Linked DNA regions of Sus scrofa: region 2 is linked to region 1. Evidence: chromatin contacts called from public Hi-C data. All regions are on one chromosome and are shown on one strand. The core of a region is the stretch at or near the end of the contact, and the rest is flanking DNA. Distances in the headings are between cores, read along the strand shown.

Evidence for each region. Hi-C and Micro-C count contacts between places; a contact is called where the count stands out from the background.
Region 2: a contact with region 1 is called in a Hi-C map of mesenchymal stem cells, with 2.5 times the contacts expected there. The contact joins two enhancer-like sites. A contact is called at or near these places in 4 of 47 Hi-C or Micro-C datasets (embryonic fibroblasts, heart right ventricle and mesenchymal stem cells) and 1 of 2 datasets of contacts at active chromatin or transcription factors (alveolar macrophages).

What each region holds. Positions count from the first base shown.
Region 1 is chr3:44,720,187-44,727,563 of Sscrofa11.1, reverse strand. No RefSeq gene overlaps it. Among named protein-coding and RNA genes, the nearest start is that of ANAPC1, 240 kb to the right of the region's middle. Within about 2 kb of position 3,448, at least 8 of the 83 cell types and tissues checked have an H3K27ac peak or open chromatin away from gene starts, as enhancers often do. A contact at or near this core is called in embryonic fibroblasts, where this site is marked.
Region 2 is chr3:44,829,892-44,837,268 of Sscrofa11.1, reverse strand. The region is part of intron 1 of LOC106509733 (a long non-coding RNA gene); the gene reads right to left. Among named protein-coding and RNA genes, the nearest start is that of ANAPC1, 350 kb to the right of the region's middle. Within about 2 kb of position 3,943, at least 20 of the 83 cell types and tissues checked have an H3K27ac peak or open chromatin away from gene starts, as enhancers often do. A contact at or near this core is called in embryonic fibroblasts, where this site is marked.

The sequences.
Region 1 (7,377 bases), core at 2,199-4,698:
GTACACTAAGTGTGCAATAAATTTTATAATTTTATACCTAAAACAAGATGTGGTCACTAAAAACTAAAAATATGTATGTAAGACAATATAGTCTTGCTTAGCCAAGATGTTTGCTATCGTTTTCAAGATTATACCATTACTCTAACTCTTAAGAGTGATGTAATCTAGTCGCAAAGTGTTAGTTCAAATACAGGCATTTACATGATAAAAATTAATAAATAAATATTAAAAACCAAAAACACAGAATCGTGAACAATTTTAAGACAAATAGAGGAGTTCCTATTGTGGCTCAGCATGTTAAGAACCTGACTAGTATCCACAAGAATGCAGGTTTCATCCCTGGCTTGCTCAGTGTGTTAAGGATCCAGCATTGCCACACAATGCAGTATAGGTCACAAGTGTGGCTAGGATTTGGTGTTGCTGTGTCTATGGTGTAGACTGACAGCTGCAGCTCCTATTTGACCCCTAGTCTAGGAACTTCCATATGTCACAGGTGAGGCCCTAAAAAAAAAGAAAAAGACAAATATAGAACCGTGCGTATCAAAACCTGTAAACTGCAGTCAGAGCTCTTCTGACAAAGATTTACAGCCTTTAGTGCAAATATTAGGAAAAAATTAATGAAAATGGATGCACTAAGCCTTCAATTCAAGAGGCAAAAAACAAAATATCAAAAAGAAGGGCAGAGGAGCTCCCTTGTGGCTCAGCAGGTTAAGGACCTGGCATTGTCACTGCTGCGGCTCTGGTTACAGTGGCACATATTCAATCCTTAGCATGGGAAGTTCAACATGCTGCAGATGCAGCCAAAAAATAAAAAACAATTGATGTAAAATAAGAAAGAAGTTTGTTTGTTTGTTTTTTAAAGTATAGAACTAATAAACATAAAAGCAAAAATAAATGAGTTGCTAAATTAAGCCAAAGATTATTTTCTTGAAAACTAGATTTATAATTAAATAACAATTTAAAAGGATTCAAGAATTCAGAATGTAGTTGTGAGTGTGTGTGTGTGTGTGTAAGTGAAGATGAAAGAGAGGAGACTTCAAATTAGTGGAAATTAAATTCAATTGGCACAATCAATAAAGTTTACCACGACAAAATATAAATCCCTACCTCACACAATACACACTGTCGAGCTCCAAATGAATCAAATAAGAAACAAAAAACACTATAAAAGATTATGAAAAACATAAGATCAACATTTTTTAAAACTTATGGTAGAATAGAAATAAACTGCCAAGACTATAAAGAAAAGGACCACACATGTTTTTCAATTGTGTACAACACAAACAAAAATAAGGTTTAAAAACACAGAATAGTTGAAATATTTTCAACATGCATAAGAGATCAAGAATTAGCACCTGGGGAGTTCCCACTATGGCCCAGTGGTTAACAAATCCAACTAGGAACCATGAGGTTGAGGGATCAATCCCTTGCCTTGCTCAGTGGGTTAAGGATCCGGTGTTGCTGTGAGCAGTGGCGTAGTTTGCAGACGAGGCTCAGATCCCGCATTGCTGTGGCTCGGGCATAGGCTGGTGGTTACAGCTCCCACTGGACCCCTAGCCTGGGAACCTCCATATGAGCAGGAAGCAGCCCTAGAAAAGGCAAAAAGACACCAAAAAAAAAAAAAAAAATAGCATCTGGGAGTAGAGGCAATTTAATCAGATAAAAATTATCGAGTCCCTCCCTTTTTTTTTTTTTTTCCTACCCTAGGAAAGTTAATAAACAGCTCCACAATTTCTGGATTCTTCTCTTTAGCTTTCTACCTAGACTCAGCATATACTACTAAAATACAACCTTCCGTAACCAATAGCATAAGTAAACTGGCTATATTATATTATCTTTTTTTTTCTTTTTAGGGCCTCACCCTTGGCACATGGAAATTCCCAGCCTAGGGGTTGAATTGGAGCTGCAGCTGCGGTCTACACCACAGCCACAGCAACGCTGAGCCGCACCTGCGATCTACACGACAGCTCACAACAACACTGAATCCGTAAGCCACAGAGGGAGGCCAGGGATGGAACCCACAACCTCATGGATCCTAGTCTGGCTTGTTACCGCTGAGCCACAATAGCAAGTCCCTATGTTATCTTAAAAGAAAATGAATCGTAGTGGTGAGAGCTACAGGAAAAGTTGTCTAGATAGAACATGAAACTCACCATGCACAGCCTCTTCTAAAATGATGTCGTCATGGTCTCGGGTACTGACCGCTTGACTGGAGAACAACCTCTGCAAGATTGTTTTCACTCTGCGGGTACGTGAAGTTAACCTGCCGTGTACAAAACCATTCTGATTCCTATATAATCCAGACGAACAGAGCCTCCTGTCAGTACAGCATGGATCCAAACACATTAGAGTGCTCTGTTTTTACTTATGGGAAGCAGTTTCTAAAGTTCATCCATATTCAAGAAGAGGAGGACAAGTTTAGCCAGAACATTTTATGGCTATTTGGTTATCACTACTGTTAAAAAGAAAATTTGTTTAACTTGCTTTATGTCACATTTGGTAAAGCATAATAAGCATTGTGCTTTAACAAACTCTTTAAAATTTTTTTTCTTTTCTTTTGCATCCAGTTTTATTGAGATATAATTGACATGCAGCATTGTATAAATTTAAGGTGTACAACAAAATGGTTTGATTTACATCATGAAATGATTACCGCAATGAATTGAGTTAACATCCAACAGCTCACACTGATACAGGAAGGAAGGAAGGAAGGAAGGGAGGGGGAAAGAATCTATAATGGAAAAGAATATATATGTAATGTGTATGTTATATATATGTATAACTGAGTCACTTTGCTATACGCCTGAAACTAGCACAACATCATAAATCAACTATACTTCCATTTAAAAAAAGAAAAGGAAAGGAAAGAAAAAAGTTTTTCCTTCATGATGAGCATTTTTACGATCTACTCTCTCTAACAACTTTCTGATATATATTGTAAATATAATTTATATATTTTTATTATATACATATACATTTTTAATATATATTTAAAAAAAAAAAACAGGAGGATATAGATAGGCAATTTACCCAAAGAGAAATACAAACAGGCACAATGTGAAAAGACATCAGCCTCACTAGTGCCGGCACTAAGGGCTGTGGGGAAGAGAGAGGGCAAAGAAAAGCTCAAACCCTTGCTCTTGAACCCTTGCAGCGGGGTGTGTGAAGCAGCAATGGAGGAAAAGTCCAGTGTGCATTCGCCAAGATGTCTGCCACCGAGATGTGAATTGTGACTTTAAGGGCCTCTTGGATCCATCCGAGGGTGTGCCTCAAATTTTCTGGAACTTTGAGAGCAGCACGAGCTCTTTGATGTCGCCATCTGCATCATAAATACGATCACGCTTTGTTTTCCTTGGGGGCGGGGCACACATTCCAACGTAGGTCTAATGTGTCAGGACTCTTGAAAACTTACCCACGTGTCAATCAGGCCACAACGTTTTTTCATGCAAAAAGCACCCAGTCCTTCTTCCCAGGGTTGCAACACGAAACCTAGTCAAAACCTAGTCAACGTCTTAGAAACCACAGAGCCAGGCTTGCCCACAAAAACACCACTCCCAGGGGCCCGAGGCCACAGAGCCTGGTGGAAGATGCTCAGCCATGTGAGACATTAAGGCCAAACGTACGAGGCCGAATTAATAGCTAACAATTAAGAGAGCATGGGGGGACATGGGCCAGGACCAGGGAAGGCAGGACAGTGATATCAGTTTCCCAGCACATGGGACACAGCATCTGAGGGCACAGCAGTCTGTCCTAGAGACCAGCCCTCACCCTCAGGAAGTACTGTATTTAACCATCCTATTTGTTTTTAATTGTGGTAAAATTCTCATAACGTCAAATTTACCATCATGACCATTTTACGTGTATGGTTCAGTAGCACGAAGTAAATCACATTGTTGTGCAACCGTCCCCACCATCTGTCCACCAAACTCATCATCCGGCTGAAACTCTACCCATTAACCAGCAGCTCTCACATCCGCTCCCCTAACCCCTGGCAGCCACCATCCTCCTTTCTGTCTCTATGAATTTGATTACTCCAGATTCTGTATAAGCAGAATCATACAGCCTTGGTCCTTTTGTGTCTGGCTTATTTCACTCAGCATAACGTCCTCAAGGTTCATTCATGTTGCAGCCTGTGTTTGAATTTCCTTCCTTTTTAAGGCTGAATAATATTCCATCCTGTGTGTATACATTTTGTTTATCCATTCACCCATGGATGGACCCTGGGTTTGCTTCCACTTTTTGGCTATGGCAAAATTCATCCTAGGCCTTTTTTTAAAAGGCATCCAGAAGACTCCACAGTAACCTACTGCAAAGCCTTGCAGTGAGCTTTATTTTCCCCAAATGGGTCTCATGTCTAACCTAAGTCCTTTGTGCTGCATCTTAAGATCATCTCCCCCTCATGCTCAGTAAAGGTTCCACCACTTTTAGGACTTTCAGCAACACCCTTCACCCTTCCCCTTTCTACACCTCAGCTTTCTCATTGGTAAAGGGGAAGATCTTGAGGGTGGGGGGGCTTTGGGGAGTAGTAAATGAACTGATGATACACTGAGAGCAGTTGGCCCAGAGCCTGACACACAGTAGGCTCGCTATCTTGGCATTACTCTGAAATAAGCATGTTTGTAGACTTCAAAATTGCCTATCTTCTCAGGTTTGGTTTTTTAAAAAAACTTCTCTAGACGACTCTGGTTTCCCAGTCAAGTCACCTTGTGTCCGCTGGCTCAGACAGATGCCGGATGAGCTGTCCTCACATCCTTCTGCAGGATGGCTCAGGGCTGGGGGGCGGGGGCCATGCTGTGAGACCCGGTCTGGGAATGCATCCCTCTAGGCCTCTGGAGGCTGGGTTCTAGATCCCCACATCTTTGCATCTCTCCACCTAAACATCCAGAAACACTCTCTTGACTAGGGCCGGAGGAGAGCGGACAAAGTGGGCTCCTCCTCCCACCCACCACCCCTGTGAGCGCATGCGCACACACACTTCCCCTCTGGGGCGGGCTTTCAGCAGACTGAAGTGGCTTTCAACCCGAGATCAACTCACCCAGCCCAGGCTCCATTTAAATAGACCTCTTCTAAATCGTCCCCACTGGCACATGAACACTGAGGTATATGAAATGATTGGCCAAAGGGGACCTGCTGTAGAGCGCAGGGAGCTCTACCCAGTATTCTGTGATAATTAAGTGGGGAAAGAATCTGAAAGACAACGGATGTGTGTGCATGGATAACTGAATCACTTTGTTGTACAGCAGAAATTATCACAATCTTGTAAATCAACTACATTTCAATAAAACTTTAAAAAATGAAAGAAAAAAATTGCCCTCATATCTGGCTGGGCTTGCCTCTTTTTACACTCAAATTAAAGAAAAACAAAAAAGACTCTTTTCCTCTCAGCCCAGAAGAGCCTGTGCAGTCCTGTCTCTGGCAGATCTGTTACTATATTCAGCCTATGGTCATGCCCAGACTTGTCAAGCATTGTTGGGGCAGCTGGGGCCCTTGTCCCCCAGTGGCCTCTCTTGCTTCACAGCAGGGAACTTACCTCCTCCTCCAAGGCCTTCAGGGGAGGTGGCAGAGGTCAACCAATCTGGGTTTATCTGCTGCAAAAACGAATCAGGCTCAGCTTTTCATAGCCCCTCCCCCACCCAGCAGCCCCAGGGCCAGGAACCGCCCCTGCTGCCGGTGCTGCATCCTGTGGTCTTTAGGATAGAAATACTCCTTCCACTAACAAGGAGTCAACCTACAAGAAGGTGAGCTAATCAGGTACAGTGTCCCAGCACACCGGCTTTCATCTAGAGAATGGAGGGCAGATTGAGCTGGGGACAAAAAAACCTGAGTTCAACTTTTATCTTCCCCCTTGTGAGCTGTCAAGTGGTCATCACAGGGGTGGCTGCCCTGCTCACTCCACTTCCCCCAGGGGCCAGGAGTTCTGTGACCCATTCCTTGGCCAGCATTTGGGGAGAAACACCTGAGCAGCCACCTTCACAATACAGTAAACAGCCAGTGGCAACCCTCTTTTTCACTTTAGGATGTGTTCTCATTTCAAAGCGGGGATACCACCACAAGCCCAAGCTTTATCTGCCTCTGAATTCAGATTCAGCAATGTCTGCAAACCTCATAAATGCATGTAGCCATATAATCACCAGATCCTTTTCCAGGATTATATAGCTGGAATTGTACAATTCCTAGACAGGGGGCTGCTGGCCTCCAGTCCTGTTCCCACAACCAAAAAGACTTCGCTCTGCTGCTAAGGTCCCAGGGATTCCTGGGCATCTGCTCCCTCCAAAGCCTGGTTGTTTCAACTTTTCCCAAGATTCCAGAAATGAGCTTCACAGCCTCCAGTAAATCCCTGTTTAGTGCCTGAGTCATCACAACTTTAACTGATGTTCTGTGTGACCTTAAGTCAAGCAAGTCGCCCGTGTGAGTCCAAAATGATGTTGACAAAGAAAGCATCCAGCACAAGACTGGCCATCAGCAGAACCGCCATAAAGAATAGCACTCCCACCTCCTGGTAAGACAGAGGTCAAAGGGGCATCAAAAGCAGAAGGAGCAGAGTTCCTGTTGGGTCACAGCAGAAACGAATCCAACTAAGAACCATGAGGTTTCGGGTTTGATCCCTGGCCTTGCTTAGCAGGTCAAGGATCTGACATTGCCGTAAGCTGTGGTGTAGGTCACAGACATGGCTCAGATCTGGCATGGCTGTGGCTGTGGTATAGGTTGGTGGCTACAGCTCCGATTAGATCCCTAGCCTGGGAACCTCCAGATGCCGCAGGTTTGGCCCTAAAAAGACAAAAAAAAAAAAAAAAAAAAAAAAAAGTGGAGGGAGCAAGGCGAGAAGTGGAGAATGTGCAGAGCTGGTGTGCTGGAGAGGCTGGGGTGTGTAGGGCAGAAGGACAAGCTTTACTCAGTTTCTACATTTGCCTCAGACCATCATCCCCGATTCCCATCCCTGTGCTTCCCACCCCCAACGCACACCCCAACATTATCTATTCTGTGCATCTCTGCATGCCGAGCCCTAGGGGCATCTACTTTCTTTAAACCCTTAGATGGGGAAGATGACTCTGATGGTGTGGTAGGAGAATAATGGTCCCCCAATGATGTCTACCTCCTGCTTCCCAGAGCCTCGAATATGGCAAAATGGAATTCAGGAGAAGCATTTAAGGGTGCTAATCAGATGCTAGGGGATTATCCTGAATGACCCAGGGGGACCCAACATCATCATGTGAGCTAGTAAAAGCAAAAGAGGGAGGCAGAAGAATTGGTCGGAGATGTGGTGTGAAGGACTGGATGCCCCATTGCTGGCTTTGAAGACGGAGGAAGGTGTCACACACAAGTTATGGAATGCAAGGTCCTCTGGAGGCTTGAAAAGGCCCTCCATTTACAGCCAGC
Region 2 (7,377 bases), core at 2,694-5,193, 110 kb before region 1:
CTCACAGACGTGGCTCGGATCCTGCGTTGCTGTGCCTATGGTGTAGGCTGGCAGCTGTAGCTCTGACTTGACCCCTAGCCTGGGAACCTCCATATGCCGTGGATGCCACCCTAAAAAAAAAAAAGAAAGAAAAAAGAAAAAAAGAAAATTGCAGTCTGTGCCAAAGAGGGCAGCACAGGGTCAATGTCACTGAACCCCTCACTTCACGATGAATCTTTAAGGAACTGTGCAGAGAAGGAAGAGCTTGAACCTAAGTGGTTACACCCATACAGTTGGAAGGGCTCTGGCATGAAAGAAGCTGGGGCTCATGTCATAATTCAGCAGTTTAGGGGACCAAATAATGGCTCAGTGGATGCTAATGAATGTGTTAAATTATGGCCACACGTGCGCAAGGACATCATCTGTGCCCCAATGGGCTTGTGCCTGGCTGAGAGCTGCAGGGCCAGTGCCTGGCTTAGCCTCTTCCTCCCACTCAGCTCCTCTCCCCACTGCTTGTATGTTTCTTGTCAGTGATGGCTGGACACCACTGACTGCTTCTCTCAAAAAAGTCAAAAGGGTCAGGCATTCCCATTGTGGCTCAGCAGGTTAAAAACTTGACTGATACCTATGAGGATGCAGGTTTGAGACCTGGCCTTGATCAGTGGGTTATAAGCATCCAGCGTTGCAGCAATTGGCAGTGTAGGTCACAGACATGGCTGTGTGGCTGTGGCTGTGGCTGTGATGTTGGCCTGCAGCTGCAGCTCTGATTTCAACCCCTCGTCTGGAAACTTCCATATGCTGCAGGTTGGGCCCTAAGGGAAAAAAAAAAAAAAAAGTTAAAACACTCTTGGGGAATTTGTAGAAGGACAGAGAAAGGAGCCACGCCTGAGGTTTCCTTAGGCCAATCTGGTTAGTCCCTGAAGAGGTTTTACACAAACAAAACTAAGGATGCCTATCCCCAAGTTCATCATCAGATTCCATAAGCAAAGAATTGGCTGTGTGCTTCTCAGCTGAGGCCCCACCCCTCCAAAAAGCTGCAGATGTCAGGCACCCATCCCCCCGATCAAGACCCTCACTCCGCACCCTTGAGGCCCTGAGAGTCACTTGGGGTTTTATCCCCCAGAGATGGGGACACTGAGGCTTGCGCTTGTGGCCACTAGTAGTAGAGGCTTGGGACCCCCATCTGCCCAGCCCACAGCCCCTGGCTAAGGGGTTCTCCACCTGATAGGGCCACCCACCCTCTGGGGACCAGCTGAGGGGGCACACACTGTCCAACCCACCACCTGCACCCCAGAGCCACATCCCTCTTCGTGGTGATGGCCTGACTGTCAAAACCGCCCAGATTAGGAAAACAAGCTCTAAGTCTGTGCCGTCCAACAGAGTAACCACGAGCCACATTTGGCTTTGTGCACTTACATTTAAATTCACTGAAATGAAAAAAAAAATTTTTTTAATTTGGACCCTGAGTCACTAGCCATGTGTGGGTGTGGCTCCCTGTTGGACAATGTGGTTGGAGGGCTAAGGATGCCACAGAAGACACTGTGTGACTTCCACAGGTCCCTCCTGCCCCCCAGGCATGTTCTGCTTTTTCTGGTATCACAGCTCTTTCTGGCCCCTCAGGCCCAGACAGAGGTGCAGGTTAGAAGAGGCCCAGCAGCCGGCAGCAGGCAGGACAGGGCATAGAGGGGCCCCACTGGACACTGCTGAGGGCAGCTGCAGAGGCTGGGCACTCACACCAAGGCCGCAGGAAGAGTGGCACATCTCTAGTAGGAAGCCGTGGTCAGGGGACTGACCCCTGGCTCATGTGGATGACAATGGGCTGGAGCAGGGCCCTAAGGAGCTTTGGGGCCTTGCCTCTGCCAAGTTTCCAGAGCTGAAGCAGCAGTGGTGGTGGCCACCTGAGGCAGTGGCCTCCCTGGTTTTCTGGCACCATGTCACCCCTGAGATTGTTTGATGACACCAGAACCAACAAGGATCCCTAATAATGACTGCACTTGAATTCCCCAGCTGCTGGGCTGAGGGGCCAAAGCAGAGACAGGGTGAGCCTGGAACAGATTTCATATAATTTAGAGATTTAGGGAATAAAGGAGTGTTCTAGTTTTGATACCTTAGCTTTGTAGACCGAAACCCATGCCCACTGAACAAATCAATTGAGCAAGTAGAGCCATTACAGGAGGAGGAGGAGAGGAGAGTAGCTGCATCCACTCTGAGAGTCCTTCTCTGAAAACCTACACCATCATCTCCAAACCTGACTGGAGGCTCACCAGCAACACACAATAGGCCAGACCTGCCTGCCATCCTCAGAGGCACTGCTGTGGGTCACCCACAGTCCAGGAGATCAGCCACAGTCCAGGGGAGTAGCCACAGTCCAAGGGATCAGCCAGAGACCAGAGGATCACCCACAGTCCAGGGCAGGAGGTCACCATGCCGAGGCCCTCCCAGGGTCTACTTGGGCATCGTATACATGAGAGACAAGGCCTGGGGCCCATAATACTCTTAAAATGTTTTAGTTTATTTTCAAATTAAAAGAAGAAGCTGAGTATATTGAAAATAAATATATACTAATAAACCCAGTCTGGGTATCATGCATCTTTGTACCAAGACAGTCACTGTATGTTTTGTGGGGGGGTAGTTTTTGTCCTCAGGAAGGGGCCATGAGAACAGAACACATGAGGTTCATGAAGTTACTCTGCAGCCCTGAGCCTCTGACTGCTAAACCTGAAACACAAAAGGCAGCTCCATGCAGAAGGGACTCTGACATCCTGACAAACCCTCTTAGTTGAGCTACAGATTGAATTTCAGCAGTGATTTCTCCCACCTCCCTCTATCATGCAGGTAAACTCACTCCAAATATAGTCACATCCCCAGGCAAAGCTCCTGGCCTCCCAAACCTGCTCGATCTGCCTGCTCTGCCAGCCTCAGCACTGGCTTCCTTCCTCCAAGTTGCCTTATGGCTTCAGGGAGGCTGCTGGATCTCCAGCCATCACCTGTGCATTTCACACAGGAGGAAGGAGGGAAGTAGGGGATAAAGGTTAAGCCTCTTGGATATCAAGGTCCTTTAAGGAACTTTCCTAATGTACCCAATTACCCATTACTGACTATGCCTTCCACTGGCCACCTTATTTGTTCAGGAGGCTGGAGGAGGAAGGCCCAGAGACGGTGCAGGGCAAGAAGGCACAGGAGGGGACTTAGGTCAAAGGTGGAGTAATAGCAAACACTCCCCCTCCTCCAAACCCCTCCTGTCTTCCTACATCCTCCTGGCCCTGATGGTGTCACTAGATAACAGGCATTTGTGTGAAGGGGAGAAGGTAGTTTCACCCTCTCCAGGCTGGGATCAGATTGAATGATGCGAATAAATTACAGGTCCTTGGAGCCCAACCTCTTCGCTTTGAGCCATCCTGCTCTTTGCTGGAAACTCCTCGCCCAGCCTCGGAAGCCAGGTCTGGGCAGTTTCCTTGGCTGCGGCCAGGACAGGAAGGGTGTGGTCCAGACTCGGAAGCCCAACCGACTGAGTTCTCTGGAAGAGCTGGCTTGGAGGAAAGGGGTGAGTCATGAGCTCAGACATAGCTGAGATTCCTGGTGTGTCCCCGGCAGAGGAAGAGCGCTCAGCTTGGACCCATTCTACAGGGTGTCTTCTCTAGGCAGGAGATGCTGCTGGAGGTGAGTGCCCCACCTCCCTGGGCCAGTCTCCTGGAGCATCCACCATGGTCTGACCTTATCGGGCTTATGTCTATTTCACCAGAAAGCTGCGAATAAGGAAGACCTCGTCTTCCAGTTCACCCCACATCGCTGGGTCCAAAACCAGACGATGGAGTTCAAAGCCAAGCTCCTCTTCTCGCTAACAGTGTGGACTTAGGCATCTCCCTAAATCCCTCTGTGTCCCAAGTTCCTCGTCTGGATGGGGAGGGGGCGGGGAGGGCACAATAATTGACAGAATCTGCTGCACAGAGTTCTCTGAACACTAAGTGAGGTCATGCAGAGCCCTGCGTGGCAACAAGTCAGCACTCCATAAACAAAGAGTCCTCATTGTGTTACTGGGTAAATGAGAAATAGCTGCATGATTCTATTTAGACATAATAAAAAAAAATCAAACAAGTGCTTTCTGTCCCTTTGCGTGCCCCCCTCCAAGTTGTTTCCAGCCCATGAAGCCATGTAACCCTCCTGATACTTCCAGGGAGAGGAACATGGTTATCTCACATCTGCTGGTTGCCCATCTCATATCCTTTCTCCTCCACCTCCTGTTGGTCAACAACCCCATTTCCTGTTGGTCAAAAACGATTTCCCAGGATCCTCTTCAGAGACCATGGCCAAAGAAAGACACAGGAAGAAAGGGTCAGTTGGGGGTGCTAGGAAGGCTCTTTAAAGGAGACAGACATCTAAGACTCTTAGCCTTTTGCCCCCCACTCCCCTCCTTCCTCATGTGTGGAATGCAGAAATGATGGCTGGATCTCCAGCAGCCTTCATAAGACCCAAGGAAGGAAGCTAATGTTAAGGATGGCAGAGAAGACACATGAATGAACAGAATGCCCTTTGCCCTTTGTTCTGGACAGCCTGCTCTGTCTTCTTCTGTCTGAGAGCAACTACATCTAACACTTGCTGGATGCACTACTACTTTGTAAAGTTTCCCTTTATATCTGGCTAAACTATTAGAAACCCCTCAATCCCTCTCTTACTCTGTAAATGATTTGTCCAGTGAGAACAGCTAAAATGATACATTTTTTTCTGCCATATTAAACATTCTAATATTTTAAATATGATCAGTTTTCGAAAGGATGGGGTAGATGGAAAGGTGAAAAGCCCAAGCAGCAGAAGACTTTGCTTGCAGGATAGTCAATCCTGAAAGCAAAAGACAAGCCAGAAAATCATAATGGATGAGAATGGTCAACACCATTAGCTTTTTGGATTATACACGGTGCAATACAACCAGGTTTTCTGTGCTTTTTTTTTTTAATCGGAGGAATCCTCTGAGACCAGCCCAGTTCCCCACCCACCTCTCCTTCCTGTAGCCTCAACTTCCTTCTGATCTGTTGATGGTTTCTCCTTGCCTGTGCTCTGTGGTCTAAACAGAACCCTCCTGCACCCTGTAGGAGCCCAAACCCTACCCAACATCTCAGGGCCTCACCCAGTACTGCCCCACCCATGGCACTGGACAGAGGGTCCTCTGGATTAGGGTACAAGAGGCAGCTGCAGGAAAACACTTCCCCACAAAGTGGCACCATTTTGACTGACTGACTGACACAACGGAGCCAGCCCTCAGCCTGCAAAGCCTAAACTCAGAAAGGAGATGCACAAAGCACTGGGGACCTTCCCTGGATGGGGCGGGGCTAGAGAAGGCAGGCAGAGCAAAGGGACATACTGGGTACTTCTCTTGGACCCCCTGCAGAAGGTTTGGCTTTTGAGGCACTGCATGATCTTAAATATCTCCGGAATCAACCAGGAAAGGCCATGTTATGTTCCCCCGGGGTTTTTGTTTTAAGTGTATCTTACTTAATATTTTCAATATGAGTCACCTCCATATATTATGATGATTTTCAAATAACCAGAAGTTGACTGTAGCTGGCTTTAGACAGGAAGCATGGGTACAGAATCCAGCTGCTTCCACCCTAGGGGCCGGTCTGTGTTCAGTGGTCCTGTATTTTCTGGCTTGTGGCCTCAGGTTGTTGGCTTATGCATGGAAACCTCCTGGCCCCCTGCTCTTCCTGACTCTCCTCTTGATGGGAGGAAAGAGCTCTCCCATCACCGATGCACTTCTTAAAGCAACTGCTCTGCCTGATACACCTGCCTGGGAATCCTGTTCCTCCGGGGAGCTGAGTGACCGGTCATCCTTCCTACTTTCCGGGATGGGTATGTATGTATGTATGTATCTATGTGTGTGTGTGTTTATGTATGTATGTATGTATGTGTGTGTGTGTGTGTGCGTGTGCGTGTGCGTGTGTGTGTGTGTGTGTGTGTGTGTGTTGGGGGGAGGGGGTTAAAGGTATTGGACAGAAAGTTACTACCATGTGGTTGAGGGTGAATGAATCGGGAGCTGTTCTTGCTGTGATGATATTAAGGACAAGGAAGACAACCATGATGGTGATAATGGTGGTGATGACATTTAAAAACCCAGGTGTTCCTGGAGAGAACCAAGAAGGCCTTCCCTTTTACCTAATCAATAAATGTCCTGCAGATGCAGAACATGGCATGTAGCCGATGACACAGACAGGATCTCACTTCAGGGGCATGAGAGCCAATTTGTTATAGACACCCACGGGGCTCAGGGCCCAGGTAGAGATGGGAAGGTGTTTAGGTCTATTGAATCAGTGAATGTGTACTTAACAGTTACTGAGTCTCCTTGTAACCATGTGCTGATCATCACCAATCTCTACAAGGACCCAGGGGGTTGTGCTCTCATATTCCCATTTCCAGAAGAGGAGGTAGGGCACCAAGAAGTGGAGAAACTTGCCCAAATGGCCAAACAGCAAGCAGAGGTGGGGGCACCTGTCAGGTCCCATGGAAACCGCTCAGCAGGAAGGAACATGAGCCCAAGTGCAGCTGTTGATGAGGAGCGGAGAGTGGGGGACAAGGCCAGCAAGCCACAGGCCAGTCCCCAGGCTGAGGGCGCTGTGACAATAGGGCACCAGGCAGCTTCCAAATGTCATCCAACTGTCAGCGTTCTCTTTTGGCCCTCGATGTCCTTTTCAAACGTCTCTGCTCAGTATCTCCCATAGAATGTCTCCTCATGACTCCCTGCCTGCATCCATGCCTAGAATCAGCATCTCTGGGTAGTTAAAAAAATATGGCCAAGCAGCAAATCATATTAATAAATGCTCTCTTTTCAGACGTATTCAGTGGCCTTATCTCTGACCTCTTAAGATGACTCTCCTGATTACCAAACGGCAGTTCGCCCCAGGCTTATGTCTCACAGGTAAGAGCTGAATGGACCTTCAGCAGCCACACAACTGCCTGACTCCTACGTGAAAGAACACAATCAGTGTCTGGGATAAAATCAGCCTCCTCAAAGCCACTCCCCCAACCGTGCTTATCCAGGAGGATTTCATGACACGGCACCCGGTGGTAAACACACGTCAGGTACCTGGCGTGTTCTCAGAGATGCAGGAGAAGAGGCCGGTGCACACAGAGCACAGAGGCAGCGCCTAAGGCATTTCTCCTCTTATGGGCTCTTCATTCTGGGAAGATGGCAATTTCTCTGAGCACTTATGAAGACTACTCCCTAAGAGAGATAGACTGGGCAGCTTCCCCACCCTGGCAACCCCTGGTGTCTGCCCGGCTGAGGCCCCAAATCGACACGCATACGGCTGTGACTCAGCCTTGGGACACTGCTCTGATCCCATTGGAATCACAAGATCTTGCTTCAGAAAGTCAAGGCACTGATTCAGGGGCCACAAGCCAGTCCAG